Regions from separate parts of the Mus musculus genome. Here region 1 is linked to region 2. A link is a contact called in public Hi-C data. All regions are on one chromosome and are shown on one strand. The core of a region is the stretch at or near the end of the contact, and the rest is flanking DNA. Distances in the headings are between cores, read along the strand shown.

Evidence for each region. A called contact is a pair of places that touch in the nucleus more often than the background predicts.
Region 1: a Hi-C map of olfactory sensory neurons shows a contact between it and region 2, with 2.6 times the contacts expected there. The contact joins the promoter of Nek1 here to the enhancer-like site in region 2. A contact is called at or near these places in 1 of 39 promoter capture datasets (pre-B cells), 1 of 484 Hi-C or Micro-C datasets (olfactory sensory neurons), 5 of 115 datasets of contacts at active chromatin or transcription factors (the SCID.adh cell line, bone marrow-derived macrophages, embryonic stem cells and 2 more) and 4 of 9 other capture datasets (adipose tissue, liver, macrophages and 1 more).

Annotation. Positions count from the first base shown.
Region 1 is chr8:60,991,556-60,994,540 of GRCm38.p6, forward strand. Nek1 (NIMA (never in mitosis gene a)-related expressed kinase 1) reads left to right here and starts at 1,638. Exons shown (of 33, transcript NM_175089.4): 1 at 1,638-2,208.
Region 2 is chr8:60,911,511-60,914,312 of GRCm38.p6, forward strand. Clcn3 (chloride channel, voltage-sensitive 3) reads right to left here. Exons shown (of 13, transcript NM_173873.1): 13 at 1-1,665. The coding sequence ends at 1,575. Among named protein-coding and RNA genes, the nearest start is that of Hpf1, 22 kb to the left of the region's middle. Within about 2 kb of position 1,266, at least 14 of the 459 cell types and tissues checked have an H3K27ac peak or open chromatin away from gene starts, as enhancers often do. A contact at or near this core is called in olfactory sensory neurons, where this site is marked.

The DNA of each region.
Region 1 (2,985 bases), core at 388-2,887, 80 kb after region 2:
AGCTGAATCACGATGGGCGTGGTGGCGCACGCCTTTAATCCCAGCACTCTGGAGGCAGACGCAGGCGGATTTCTGAGTTCGAGGCCAGCCTGGTCTACAAAGTGATTTCCAGGACAGCCAGGACTATACAGAGAAACAAACAAACAAAAACCAAACAAACAAGAGCTGACTCTCAACATTTGTTTAATGTACTAGCTTAGGTAACTTGCAGTGTCACCATCTGGCAAAGAAGCCCTTAATCTGTCCATTTCCAAGCTGGAAAGAATTATAAGCTCCTGAACCTAGAAAAGTCGATTTGGGTGTGTGGGATGGGGAAAGGATGGAAAAGAGAAATCAACTGTCTACAGATCTTAGGCAAGGTCTATGCAGCCTCGGTAGTGTTCCATTCACACGAATGGAACAATGTGGACAGCAACTATGGCTGTATACAAAGACACTATCCTCTTCCTGCCTCAAGTATGGACTTCTAGAGTGCCATCCTCTAGCTCACTGAGTAGAGCTACTCGGGATGACACCAGGCTTGTTCTCAACTGTTTCAATTCCTGCATCGAATGATTTTTAGTCTACTGTACATCGTCAGTCCCTTCAGTATAAAGTGTATATACAGTAAACATAAAGGTGTAGGACACTGTAATGTAACTTTGTATTCTAAAAATTAAAGATAAAACTGCTTCGTTTAAGTTCACGAAGTAACTGTGGATATGTGCATAAGTTCAGGTCCCGGTGCTTGCAGAAGATGCTCCTGAAGTTGTTACAGGTGAGTTAACCAGACCAAGGTTTGCGTCCCAGAACCCTGGTCTTCTGTCTTCAGAGATGAGCTGTTTGAGCCATCCCTTAAAATAACTTTTTAAAGGGCATTGTACTTAAAGAAAAATTACTTGTAAATATTTGGCATCCTCAGTTAAGTAATGAGCGCTCAAATTAAAAGTACCTTATCTGTGTACCGTGTGGGAAAAAGTTGTTAATATGCTCTCTTCAGTCTGAGTCAGATTCCTGAGCGAAATTCCCGCCTTCACTCAGCCTAATTCTTTCCGGTTTTACTTTATTCTACCGACACCCGTCTTTCACATGCTCCTTTGAGCTTGGAGTACCTCACGCTCTCCCTTTGGTGCTTGGAGTTTTTAACTCTTGAAGTTGCTCCAGTCTCCACCTCCCCGCCCCCAGTCCCCGGTGCTTGCACCAATGCACTTGCCCAGTCCTTTCTCTAGTCCCAGTACTTCCTAGCTCTTTTGGCCCAAACATATTCCAATGGCCCCGCCCCTTGACGATGCCCCGCCCCATTCCCCCGTCCCCGATTCTGCCCTACCCATCCCCGGCTTGCTACGCTCCGCTCCCAAACCGCCCTTTTTAGCTTTTACCTACCACAGGCCCCCCACTCACTGCACCCTCTCCCTAGCCTCTCTCTCCTCTAGGCCGGCCTCTGGTCCTTCACGCTCCCCGCTAGCTCAGCTGCTGGCTGAGAGCCGGGTCCCACTAGCTTTCCTATTCCGTAACCCCGCCCTTCCCCGGAGCCCCGCCCCATCACTCTTAGTCCAGCCCCGCCCCGCACGTACAGTCCGTTCGCTTCGCCTGGCCCCGCCCCCCGCAGATCCCGGCTCCTCCCCTGCAGCGCCACAAGTCGGCTCCTGCGCGCTGACGTCACACGCCAGCGACAGTGACGCGAGGGCCGTTCCCCTCTCCTCAGCAGTAGCTCTATGGTTTCAGGGCGGCAACGTGCAGCGTCCTTACCTTGAGCCTGTGCAGTTGCCCTCACCCCGGAATCCATAGTCACTGTGACGAGGCGGGAGGACTTGGGCGACAGGTAGCCTCCCAGTCCCACACGCTGCGGGTCCGCGCCTGGCCAAGCCACCTCGACCTGTGAAGTTGGGGGCGGTACCCAGCAACTCCCCCTGTGCAGCCGCCGTTTCCAAGGGGTCAGGAACCGCTGTGTTTGTTTCGTCCGCGTAGCCAGGGCGGGTCGCGGAGTACTGTGCCTGACCCGACGGTGGCAAGTCTGACGCGTCAGCCAGAGACCGGTGCCCGGTGTAGGAGTCGCAGCCTGGGCTGTGAGCGGCTGCTGGGTAGACAGACTTGCTTTCTCTTACAGCATGTCATTTCCAAAATGCATCGTGGTGCTTCTGCCTTAAGTCCTATAGGAAGACACTGCCGCCACTAGACCGGTGCTTATGGTCGCCACTGTTATTCTGACTCAGGTCCCGTGTCATTGAGGTGAGTTGCGCGTGGGAAAGCAGTGACAGGCAGACAAGCAGAATGGTGAACTCACCGGGAGTGAGGAGACCTGTATAGATCTGTGGAGTGCATGGATACTCGCCTTAAGTGTTTGCGCCTAAAGCACCTTCTCCTTAAGTTGTTAATGGGGAGGACTTGTGTATGGCTCAAGGCAATTCTTTGGTATTCTAAAAAGATAACGCTCTCTTAAGAGACGATAAACTAATCTAAGTAGATGATAAGTCACTTAAATAGATTAGATTAGATGCCTGTATATTTTAATGAGAAAAATAGCAGTTAACTGGTTACCCTAAAGCTTTCCATGGTTTGACACAATTTCCACGTGTAAAGTATTAAAAGTTTTGCCACTTTAATAATTCAGTGTAACTTTGGGAAGGGGTCTTGGGGATTGGATGACAGGAACTCATTTTTGCTAGGCAGGTGATCTGCCACTGAGTTATATACCCTGCCCAATGTTTTATTCTTCCCTGTAAGATCTCCCTAGAAGCAGAAATATTTTTACTGCCTACATAAATCACATCGGAAATGTTTGTGAAGGCTTAAAAGCCCTAGTCCATCTGAGCTTTCACGGTGATGGGCTTTGCTTATGCTGCAGTAAGTGGAGGTGATGGGCAGCAGCCAGATGGAAAAAGAAGCAGTTCTTTGTTTCTAGTTTCTAGGATCTAGAGGTCTACATTTAAAATGGCCTCTTGTTCTGGTGAAACCAGAGTAACAGATTTTGTGGGGAAACTGGTTTTTACACTGAAAAAGAAAGTC
Region 2 (2,802 bases), core at 16-2,515:
ACGTGCACCATATCTACTGAAATCATCACAGAACACTTCAGGGATGGCTGTGACCTACCCAGTGATTCAAAGGTTATAACCACACTGTGATTTTCTTGTTTTCATTTTTGATTGATTTTTCTTAAAAAAAAAAAAAAGTTTGGCTTTAATCTAGTACTAGTAATTTATGGTATTTTCAACTTTCTAGTTTGTGGTCAAGATGGACAGGTCAAAGGGCATAGGCCAGGAGATGGCAGTGAGAAATCAGAAGGTATCATGTGTACTCTGGGTCACGGACATGACTACCTCTTCTTAAACCCTTGTGCCCATGGTAATCTTTACTCATACCTCCATATTTGTAAGTCAGAATTAGTCTATTAAAAAAAGTCACATTAAAAAGGTAAAATTATTTATGTGCAATATTAACTGATCTGCATTTTATAAATTTTAATCCATAAAAATATAAATAAAAATGGTAAATTTTTAAGAAAAGAAATATACATTTAGTGCAAGTTATGAATTACAGTTCATCTCCAGTGTCAGCAGTGAAACATCCTGAAATAAAAGAATGATCTAATTTGAAGAACAAAATTCCAGTGTTTAACATGCAATTAATACCAGGTACAGCTAAACAGACTCCTTCCTCCTCTTTACAGTCACGGCAGCAGCGCTTGCTTTCGTTATGCTGAACAGCACTTCTCTGTCATAGTAGTCATCTCAGAAATAGAAAATTTGCATAAGACTAGGTCACATTATCCATAAAGTCTGAGAGGAAAAAATAAAACTGATTAGAGTCAAGTTTGTTTTAGATTCTGAACCACACAGCACACAAGCTGGGAGATTGCATTCACACCTCCAGATTTTCCCTGCTTGGCCAGCAGTGGTGTGTGCACACATTCCCAAGCCTTTAGTGATGGTACAGACTACATGGTTAATGGCACAAGAAACATTCCCTTCTTGTGATGAAACGTCAGTAAAATCACAGTACATCTCAATATGAGAAAGGACTGCTTCAAAAGGACACACCAGAGAGGTTTCGTTACAGCTCCAGAGGAAGGGGGAGGGAGGACAGAGAAGCTCTTTTGGAATGTAGAAAGGTGATGCGTAACTATACAATTCATGAGTTTAACACAACAGTTCTGGTATAAAAGGGCAAGACCTTGCAGTCTTAATAGATGGCTCAATTCAAAGTAGTCCCTCCAGAAGTAGGGACTGTAATGCGTCTCTGTGGTGCTGAGGGAACCGCCAGACGCTCGAGGATCCCAGGGACAGACGGACGGCTCCGCGGAGGCTCAAGCCTGCACTCCCACTGCACTCCTCAGGGAGTGCAGCCAGTGAGGTGCAGAGCAACATGAGATGAATTACTGTTCCAGGTAGCTAGGGAAATACCTCACTCTTTCCCTTCTCCCTCCCCAAACAATCCCTCTGCTCTCCCAGCATTATTTGCAAACCGGGTTGCAAAGCTCGCCTTGTATTTCCTTTTTTTTTTTTTTTTGAAAGAAGAAAAAAGTGGACGAGTCCCGCAGATTAAAGAATTGTGCTATTCAACAAACGAACTTCCTCTTCTGTCTCCTCTCTGTCCTCATCTACAGGACTCAGTTGAACATTATTGAAGCGGGGTCTTGGTTTGCCGTCTGGGCCATATGACGGAGGATATCTTTTTTTGTTATAATGCCAAGGAGGCGTCTGAAAAGGATAAACAGAAAAAGCTATTAAAATAAAAGGGAAAAGACAAGAGGAACTAAATCTATGGATAAATCCTTTTTGTTGACAGGAATAGAGAGCAAAGCAAGCAGCCTGATTGTGCTTATTTTAAAAGGTGTTTTACTGCAAAGACAATGAAATTACCCAGCAACCATCCTCTGACAAAAATACAGTGGCCACGTAGAGTGTGAGGCCCTTCCCACTGGGGCTGGGACGCAGGCCTCACTGAAGCAGGGCTGCTCTGATTCACGTATGCCAACAGAAAAGTAGCAAAAACTGGGACGATGTTTGAACAGAAAGTAATACTGATCCAGTTTGAAAAGGAACCTATTGCCATTATATTAGAAAACAATTTAAAACCGCAATAGTTTATAGAACCAAAATTTTTAAGAAATAATTTGCCTAGTTGTATGCAGACTATTGCTGAAAGCACATACAATTGAGATGAGATACATAACCAATGATCTGCGCAGAGCTTCACCTCCCAGACTTGACAGTGTGACAACCCAGGATTCTGAAAGCATACTTAGGGTCTTTGCTTTTCAATTTTGTGCTCGCCCCAAAGAAGATACAGTGCTTTATTCAAAGTTTGGATGTTAATGTTTACATTAAACAGTAGGTAAGAAATCAAGAGGCAATCCTGAAAGATTATGTAGGTGAGGCAGAAAGCAGAATGAATGGGAAGCTACTATATTTGGTTAGTAGTTTAAAAAGGATGCATGAAACACTTGTGAAATATTAGCATACAATAGAAATACGTACTTAAACAAATGGGGACAGGTTTCATATAATTATGAGAATTGCAGGTCAAAATAATTTGAGGTATTAATTGTTAAAGTCACACAATTTGTTATGCACAAATCAAAACTGTATCTCTAATCAATGACACCACTAAGACATAAAGCCTATTAAGACAAAAGCTACCTATGACAGTCTAGAAACACGAAACAAAGGGGCACACACGGGATCTATGGACAACCCATAACGAAATGGAAGACACACATTTTGACTGTGAGAATCTATAAGGGTAGCAGAGACAGAACGAATGCTTTGAGAGCTCATCTCCGCACTGTGCTCCAGTTAGGGTGCCAGTTAACAATGTACTCCGTCAGCGCTTCT